Linked DNA regions of Arachis hypogaea: region 1 is linked to region 2. Evidence: chromatin contacts called from public Hi-C data. All regions are on one chromosome and are shown on one strand. Each heading gives the region's core, a stretch centred on a gene start, on an enhancer-like site or on the middle of the called end of the contact. The rest is flanking DNA. Distances are from core to core; before and after follow the strand shown.

Region 1 (5,078 bases), core at 2,167-4,666, 59 kb after region 2:
ACTGTATAGGCAGGAGTATGTTCCGCTGATTGGAATCCGTGATGGGCTGGTTAAGCAGATTAATGACGAAGAGGCAGCAGCACTAGAGGAAATGCCATCAACTGTGGAAGTACGAGAGGCGGTTTGGGATTGTGAGTCCAGTAAAGCACCAGGTAGTGATGGTTATAATATGAACTTCATAAAGAAATGTTGGGATGAGCTTGGTCAGGAGTTTACTGCAGCTGTGTTGGGCTTTTTCCAGAATGCAAAGCTACCAATAGATGCTAATATTACTTGGGTGGCGTTAGCTCCAAAATTTATGGGAGCCAAGGAAATCAAGGACTTAAGACCGATTAGTATGGTTGGCTGTGTGTACAAGGTGATATCCAAAGTGCTGGTAAGAAGAATGCGACTAGTGATGCCACATCTAGTGGGAGAGACTCAGTATGTGTTTGTAAAGGGCCGGAAAATACATGATGGAGCCCTCATTGCTTGTGAGATGGTCCAATGGCTAAAGCTGCGAAAGAAGAAGGCGGCAATTGTGAAGTTAGATTTTCATAAAGCCTACAACAGAGTGAGATGGAGTTTTGTGGATATAGTACTACAGAAGATGGGTTTTGGTCTTAGATGGAGGGCGTGGGTGAAGGAATGTGTGACTACAGCGTCTATGTCAGTGTTGATCAATGGGTCACCATCCAAGCCGTTCAAGATGGAGAGAGGACTCAGACAAGGAGATCCACTATCTCCTTTTCTGTTTGTTCTTGTTGTTAACGTTCTGCACAGGATAGTGGGAGATGCGGTAAGAAATGGTCGAATCTCTCCACTACTGGTGGGTAGGGACAATATAGAATTGTCGCATCTACAATTTGCAGATGACACAATCTTATTTTGTCCACTGGAAACGGAGACGCTTGTGAATTATAAGAGGCTCCTGCAGTGCTTTGAATTAATGTCTGGCCTGAGTATCAACTTTGAGAAGTCGAGCCTAATTCCAGTTAACTGTGAGAAGGAATGGGTGATGAATATGTGTGGTCTATTGGAATGTGCCGAAGCGGTGCTACCTCTCAGGTACCTAGGAATTTCTCTTTGCGCTAACCCTCGGTTGGTGAAGAGTTGGAAACTAATCATAGACAAGGTGGAAGACAAGCTGAGCTTATGGAAAGCTCGATCTCTCAACAAAGCTAGTAAGTTGGTCCTCATAAAATCTATTCTCAATAGCCTGCCGATTTACTACTTAAGCTTGTATAAGATGCCAAAGGCGGTTGCAGAAAAGATAATTGGACTGCAGAGAAGGTTCTTATGGAGTAAAGAAGATGGAAATAGCGGGATACCACTGGTGAAGTGGGAGGTAGTTCAAGCTCCGAAAAAATAGGTGGTTTGGGGGTGGGAGATGCTTTAATTAGAAATGCGTCGCTTCTATTCAAGTGGTGGTGGCGCTTCTCAAAGGAGGACTGCCCGCTTTGGAAGAAAGTTGTATGCTCCTGTAATCAGTTGGACCCAACTATAATGTTGTCAAACCAACCTTTGCCATCAAGAGGAGGCCCATGGAAAGATATCTGTCAGCTTAATATTAAAGAGCAGCAGATAAGAGATATGATGATCAGTGGCTTATCCATGGAGGTGAGAAACGGCAGAAGAACTCGTTTTTGGGAGGATGCTTGGATACAAGGCGGCTCGTTGAAAGATTGTTTTCCGAGACTCTTCTCATTTTCAAATCAACAAGGATCCGTAATAGGAGACTGTGGGTTTTGGGATGGGTTAGAGTGGGTGTGGAACTTCCAGTGAAGGAGAGAACTCTTCCAATGGGAGTTAGAGTTGCTCAATCAACTTCACGACTGGCTACGGGTTGTAAGATTGTCAGTTGATAGAGAGGATTCAGTTATATGGAAATTTGACAAAAAAGGTGTTTTTTCTACTAATTTGTTTGTACAGGTGCTGCAGAATGAGACCCTCTCAGAGGACATCACGAGTTACAGCTTCACTAGTTCCATCTGGAGAGGCTGTGTTCCTCCAAGAGTTAAACTATTTGCATGGTTTGTATTAGTTGGCAGGGTCAATACGAAGGAGAGGCTGACTAGACTTGGCATTATTAATCATAATGACAATATATGTGTGTTGTGTAAAAAGGACATAGAATTAGTGCACCATTTATTTTTTGCTTGTGAGTTTACATGGCAGGTGTGGTGTGCTTGGTTGACGTATGCTGATAGAGCATGGACCATTTCAGGGACCGGTAAAGAGTTCTTTGAGAGTTGGACTTGAATTCCAGGTGGCAAGTCTGAGTAAAGGAAATGGCTGACAGGATTCTGCGCGATTGCTTGGAACATTTGGTTGGAGCGGAACAGCAGAGTGTTTCAGAGCGTGGAGACAAGTGTTGAAGGAGTAAAGATTAGGTCATTCTTGAGTTACAGGGAATGATTTGGAGTTGATCCATTTTGTTGTTGATGACAATGTCGGAGATGACAACAGATCAGAACTTTTTATTTATAGTTATGTCTTGTATTTTGTTGTGTTGTCTTCTTTTTACTCCATTTTATTGTGTTGAGCTCCATTTGTTCAAAAAAAATTATATTTTTTTAGTTAAAGAGACACAAATCTTTAGACATGACATATTGATGATTATGACAAGGAAGATTTTATTGCAATAATTGTGAAGCATTAAAAAATAAAGAGAAAAGTATTATGATAGCGCTATTAAGTTAATGCATGCAAGAAACAATTTTGTTAAAAGAAAGAGCGCGCCAACTGTTCAGGATTTTTTAATAAGAAAACAAGTGTTCACACAGAAGATAGAAAGCTCCATGCCACTGTTTGTCGTGGTCGTGGACCACGTGAAATGGCAACGACAAAATAATTAAATAACAGAAAACAAAATAAAATACCGTTTTAACAAGAAAAATACATAAAAGAAAAAAAAAAGACAGCAGGTAGAATTCGATGACTCATTGCTTGCGTGTCCAAACTCCAAACTCTAGAATCTTCTCTTCTATCTCCAGATTCAATTAATCATCGATTGACGTGATAAGATGCCTTATTATTTCATTGCAAATTATTCTGGTTCTATTTTCTGTTCCACTTTTAACCAAATAATTTCTGTACTATGATCAAACATCACATGTATTATTATATTATTTACAACGCATGGCAGGACTAATTATTTCTAGGAGAAACTTTTTTCATACACAAAATTGATTTAAACATTAATTCGAAGGAACTAATAATTAAATTAAATGTTCATGCAACTTGAACGAACACCTGTTATTAATTCATCATTTCATCTACTGTTTTATTAAATTATTCTTTGTTTTTTTTACGGTACTATTTGTTTGGCACAATTTATGAGTTATGAAAAATGTAAACATAAAATTTGAGTAGTAGTATATGTAAAGGGAGATTCTATGGTACTGTCTGTCAAAATCATCATGAGATGTAGTCTGTATGTGGCATGATTTTAAAGAGACGCGTGTATGGTATGGCTGGTTAAAAGGAGTGTGCATAATAGAATACCGTTACAGGTTTTTTTTTCCTTTCTTTTTTTCGTTTTTGATGTGTTTAATTAAGTGTTAATCAAAATTTGTTGAAATATATACGGATTTTTATATGATTGATAGTGAGAATTTGTTGATATGTAGATGAATATATCATATATGGCACACTATAATTAATAAGAGATATTTTGCAGTATAATTAATATATAACACGGTAATTAAAAATTCTAAATTTAAAATTTAAATAAAATATTAACAAATATTTTAATTGGATAATTAAATTAAGAAAAAGATTCAAAATGATATTATTAAAATACGTTAGTATAATCATTTTAAGATATTAGTAACCGCATGTTTAAATAATATTAATATCTCATTCAATTTAAATAATAACAAAATATATTAATTTTTATTTTTTAAATTGGTCTAAATTAAATTATTAATATTTTTTTATTATTTTGACAAATTATATTTGTATGCTTATAAAAATTATATTTTTATATTCTTAAATACTCATATCTCGTTTACAGTATAAATAACATATTACGGGTGCACCTATTTTATTTATTTAAAATTTATGTCTTATCTTATTTACATTGTAAATGAAATATACTCATAATTAATTCATTTACTTTGTAAACAAAATAATTAATAAAATATAAATTCGTAAATTATATCCAAATTATCTATATCAGTAACTAAAATATTTAAATTATTTATTTAAAAGAATCTGTTATTAAATTTTTATTACTACTTTATAATTACAAATTATTAATTCAATATTCATGTCACCAAATAATCGATTTATTTATTTAAATTTTTGTATTAATTAACTGTAAAATAGATAACATTTAATCCACAACTAATCATACTGAATAAAAATAAATAAAAAATAATAATTTTTTTTTTTACGATATGTCTAAATGACATTTTTTTATTCATTTTTATTTACTATAATTAGTTGTCGATTGAATGTTATCTACTTAACGATCAATTAGTACAAAATTTAAATAAATAAATCGATTATTTGGTGACATGAATATTAAATTAATAATTTATAATTATGAAGTAGTAATAAAAAATTAATAATAAATTTTTTTAAATAAATAATTTAAAACGTTTCGGTTACTGATATAGATAATTTGGATATAATTTACGAATTTATATTCTATTATTTATTTTATTTACAATGTAAATAAATTAATTATGAGTATATTTTGTTTATAAGATATAAATTTTAAACTGTAAATCAGATATGAGTATTTAAAAATAAAAAAATATAATTTTTATAGGCATACATATAAATATAATTTGTTAAAATAATAAAAAATATTAATAATTTAATTTGGACCAATTTAAAAATTTAATATATTTTATTATTATTTAAATTAAATGAGATATTAATATTATTTAAACATGCAGTTACTAATATTTTAAAACGGTTACACTATCGTATTTTAATAGTATCATTTTGAATTTTTTCTTAATGCAACTATCCAATTAAAATATTTGTTAATATTTTATTAAAATTTTAAATTAAGAATTTTTAATTACCGTGTTATATATTAATTATACTGCAAAATATCTCTTATTAATTATAGTGTGCCATAT
Region 2 (5,203 bases), core at 79-2,578:
CAATTTCTAAAAGAGAAAACAACAATCATGTACAATAAAAAACCCAGCAAAGAAATTAAAATCAAATTATATTATTAATTTATCATATTATTATTCATTGGAAGATAGAAAAACTTAGCCCAACCCAACAAAAGCTAAAACAAAAACGTGTAACTTTGAAGCAGAAAAAGAAAAGGAGATTGGTACTTGGTAAATCTTACCCCTTTGCCAAATCCAAAAATCCCATGAACAAGAACAATAGGAGGAAGATCATAACCATTGGTAGAAGCAGCACTGTTTTCTTCGTCAGCAGAAATTATTCTCTTCTCACTGACCTTATTGACGACATCAACAATCTTCTTAGGCTTTTGGTACAGAATTTCATTGAGCGACTCAGATAAATCTCCAGCAACAGCTGAGCTGAAAATGTAGAATCCATAAAGCAAATGAACCAAAGAGCTCACAAACAGTTCCACCAGCTTCAGATACCCCATCCATAACCTCAACATTTTATCAAACACCTTGTCTACAAGAAGATGAAGAAGAAAGAGGAAGAAGAAGAAGAAGGACCAACAAAAGACCAGAGATTGATTTCAAACGAAAGAGCCTTCCTTTATACCGAAACAACAAAAGAAGGCTCTCTGGAAGCAACAAGTTTAAAGGAGTCAAACTTTATTTTAATTGAAAAAAAAGTTGAAGCTTTGAAGGTGAAAGAGACCCTTGTGAAGATCTCCTCCTCTATGCAGAAGAAACCTTGTTGGATATGGCAACGGCAATGGCAATAATAAGAATTAAGAAAAACTTACGCGCTCTTTCTTTTCTTTAGACTTTGGAAAAAAAATTAAAAAAAAAAAGGTCTTTTGACGTTACACACATTTTCTACGTTTTCTACCATACAACACAAAACCCAATGACCAATCAGAATACGGCAATACCCTTACTTCCATAATAATAAAAATAAAAATTAAGTAATATTGTGTTGAAGAAAAAAAGAAGGGGGGGCTGGATTGGGTTTTTTGAGCTATGACACTTGTCCTAGCAAGATCCTTGAGTCTCCGATTTTTTTTGTCAATTTTGGTGGGTACCACTAAAATTGGGTATAACTTACTCGAACCAAAGATTAGTGCCAATTTTTTCGGCTACTAATTTGGAAAAATTGTATTAGAAGAAAGGCTTGAAATTATGTGCCTAATGCTTGTACTACTAAACACTATTTGAGAAAAATAGGTGAAGTTGGTTAGATTATTTGCATTATTGAGTAATAATATTAATAATTCAAAGGGGTAATAAGTTAGTAGTATACGAGTAGAGTTAATTATTCTAGGAGTTTCCTTCCAGGTCTAGTGTGCTGTAGCAAAGCTGGAAGGTTCCCCAGTTATGAAACCAACTCCCCCAACTGTATTCATTCACCACCTTATCCATTCAATCTTTTGTGTCTTTTATTATTATTATTATTAATTTATTATTATTGAAATTTGGAATCAAATATTCCAGTCCCACCCCTTCCCGAAAATAATAATAATAAAAAAAATAAAATCCTCATAGAAATGATTGCAACTATTGGGGTGTAAACGCGCTTTAATATTGTGGTCGGCACTTGCCACAGAAAAATGTGTAGGGACATACAGATTTATTAGGGGGCTGGATTTCATAACTGTGACTCCATTCAAAACTTTCGTTATTATTTCTATAGTGGGCTGAATTCAATAAAGCTTTTCATTTATTTATTTATTTTTTGAAACGGGACCAATGCCCAAGCAAAACAAATAAAACATGAGGATGATAAATCTAATCCGAATGAAAATAAATACGCATACTAGTTGTTTCTTTTTTTCTATTTTAGTTGGATATACCAAGTCTATTTGTTACTATCTAAGAGTATTAGTCTATGTCGTTAAGGTTATCTCTACTTAGGTTTAGCAAGTGTATTTTTATAAGTATTGTTGAGTTTATTGGCTCCTTATACTGCAATTCTTGTTCAATAAAATAAAACATTTTCATAGAAAAATCTACAAAAAATTTTTACAATATTATTTAATTATATTTATTATTTTAAATAACTATTTAAGTGATATGAAAGTAATTACTTTTTTAGGATAAAGTTAAAAAAATAGATGTTTTTTATTATTTGTGCAAAATTTCGACCTATTGCAAAATTTAGAATTGGGTATCGACGGCCTCAGATGAGTTAAGTTGAAAAAGATCTAGGTTGAAATTGGTTGATCGCACATGGTCCAAACTTCGAAGGAGTGAAGACTCGATCATGAGAAAACAAAATGTCGATTATGAGATGGGTCGAGTCGAGTTAAGAAGGACCTATGTCAAAATTTTATAAACCGCACGTGACTTTATCTGGAGCACTAGTCAAAACATGGGGGTTTGGAGACTAAGGTAAAAGCAAAAACGTAGGATGTCTACCTTGGAGAATAAAGTCTTTCACAATCAAGACAAAGTCGTAAATTGTGAAAACCTAAGAGAAAGAGAAAAGTTAGATTGTAGTAAGGAGAGAAATATTTTGTAATCCACTATTATTATCTATATAAATAGAAGAAATTTAAAAGAGTTTAGGACTTTAATATGAATATTTCACCATTATACAAAATTCTGCCAAAAATCAAGTCACACCGACACATTGGAAAATAATAAAATGCAAGTATATGTGAGTGTCTTGGAATTCACTTTTATTTTATTTTTTTTTATTTTTTTTTTAATTCGTTTCTTTTCATTTATTTACTTTACATATTTTATTTTAATTTTTTCAAGCATTTTACTGTCTTTCAATTTCAATTTTATCTTTTTATCTGTTCAAAGTCTTATTTATTTCATATTTTTTATTATAATTTTGTTATATTATTTGTCACAATTTAATATAATTGATCATTTTATATATTTTTTTATATATATACTAAATAATTTTTGGATTGAGTCTAATTTTTTTAAAAAAAGTTATATTTATTCTCCAAATTGAGATTTTTATTTAAGTTTGATTCGATGTACTATCAAAATTATCAAAAATCAAATGAAACATTTATATAATTAAAATGCTTATAAATAAGTCTATAATCTGTAGTTGCATTCAAACGGACCACTTTTTGGCATAATTCATGATAAGATTAATAGCAGAAACTAGTTAGATTTTTGTATTAGATTTCATTTAATGATGAGGCAAGGCTTTATTATTGTTGTTGTTATGTTTGATTTATTGATGTGATTTTTATCTTATTTTTTTGTATTTGGTGCCATTTTTCATTAATGGTTTATGTGATGTATATCTGTTGTTGACAATTGAAAAATGAATGAAGGATTTCGATTACATTAGTTGATATAAATAATACATCTTCATTGAGCAAGTACTATATGCGGATAATATCATATTTTATATTTTCTATAGAATATTCTTAGATAGTTTAGTCTGAGATAAGAAAAAAATTATAATAAACTAAATTGTTTTAGATTATAAATTGAGTGACAAATAAATTTTAAATGCACAAATTATCTTTTTTATTTACAAAATTGATATTTCTGTTTTTCAATATTTTTATAATTAAGAGATTTATAATGTATACATACAAAAAAATTATATTTCTTAATAAAATCATTTTTTTGTTATATAGATATGATTTTAAGCCATCATTCATAATATTGTGTACAAAGACACTAACAGCCAACTAAGGGTGTATACGGGTATGGATAATTTGATTATTCATTTAAAATCGATCCAACTTGATTATATTGATTCTGAATCTAATGAATAATTATATATAATCAGACCAAATCCAATTAAATCCGATCTCAATTAGTTCGGGTATTAATTTTGAGATTGTAGAATTTAAACTAACCACATAGTTTAATATTAATTAAAAATTAATAAAATTTTGTAATATATATGTTCCGAGAGTTACTTGAAATATTGATTTGGGTCTGAAAGTGAGGTTCAGGTCCCTTTGAGTGGTAGCGTTCGACTTTTTGGTGTCGATGTGCCGTCGGCCGAGTTCCTCATGATGAGATGGGGATGGTACCTGCAAAAGACTTCAATACTTAAGTTAGCAAGAGTTTTAGTCAGGTTTTTAGTAGATTAGAACGTGTCTTATACTTGAGGGGTGCCAATGCATTTATAGTAGAGTTAATAATCACCTTTATTGGAGTAGTTTCACCTGTATTGATGGATGACCGTTTTCTTTATCTTAGGAGTCTGTTAAGATCTCCCTTCTAGATGTAGTGGAGAGATTTGCGGGGGCAATTACTTGTTTGGACAAGTAGGGCTGCACCCTTCTGTCGGTGTTAAGAGGTCAAGAATGGAATAGAGGCCACCTTTTAAGGTTTGGCCTTTTATCTTTATCGGGCCTTTTATCCTTATTAGGCCAGACTTTTATGTTTTAGGATAGGGTATGAACAATATATATATTTTAATCCAAAAGTCTTTCAAATTAGGATAGTTATTTACTTATTTAAGTTTAAATTAATGATATAGTATTTATTATTATTAGTATTATTATTATTATTTATAGAATTTTTTAATTTTTTTTCAATTTTATCAATTTTTTATAAATTTTATTTTCAATCGGATACCTAATTACTCGAATCAACCCAATCCGAATTAATCTGTTTGAATTGATTTAGATCCACTCACAGAAAACCCCAAAATCAAACCAACCCAAATTCATTAAAAGAGGTAAATACTAAATCGGTATTCGAAAGATTCTGCCGCTGACAAAATGATACCTGACTTTTGTTATTGACAAAATAGTCCTTGAAAGATTTTAAAATTTGACAAGTGTACCCACGAGTTCGCCGGAGCATATCTCCGACAAGTACAATACTGACATGGCCACTACATTTTGATAACATGGCAAAAATCCTCCCCCAACCTAATCCTTCCCCTCCAACGCACTTCCCTTTCCCCCTCCCCAACCCTAATCCTTCCCTCCCCCTCCCTAACCCTAATCCCCCCTCCCCAACACACTTTCCCCCTCCTCAATCCAAAATCCCTCCTTCTGAACCCTAATCCATTTCCCTTGCCCCTTTAAATCCTAATCCCCTTTCCAACACACTATCTCACACTCTCAACTCACTCTCCCCCAAAACGACAGTGGAGCTCAACCTTCTCAGTCTTACAATGTCACCGACACCACATTGTCGCCATCTCGTCGTCGGGTCTTCTGCGTTCGCCAGTGTCGTCTGTCTCCTTCGTCGACATTGCGTTGTCTGTGCACCTTCACTGTTG

The links. Hi-C and Micro-C count contacts between places; a contact is called where the count stands out from the background.
Region 1: a contact with region 2 is called in a Hi-C map of leaf, with 3 times the contacts expected there. The contact joins the enhancer-like site here to the promoter of LOC112749977 in region 2. A contact is called at or near these places in 5 of 8 Hi-C or Micro-C datasets (leaf and an unstated tissue).

The regions. Positions count from the first base shown.
Region 1 is chr15:23,396,270-23,401,347 of arahy.Tifrunner.gnm2.J5K5, forward strand. No RefSeq gene overlaps it. Among protein-coding and RNA genes, the nearest start is that of LOC112749980, 18 kb to the right of the region's middle. Within about 2 kb of position 3,417, at least 1 of the 3 cell types and tissues checked has open chromatin away from gene starts, as enhancers often do.
Region 2 is chr15:23,338,925-23,344,127 of arahy.Tifrunner.gnm2.J5K5, forward strand. LOC112749977 reads right to left here and starts at 1,329. Exons shown (of 8, transcript XM_025798446.3): 1 at 201-1,329; 2 at 1-6. The coding sequence starts at 488.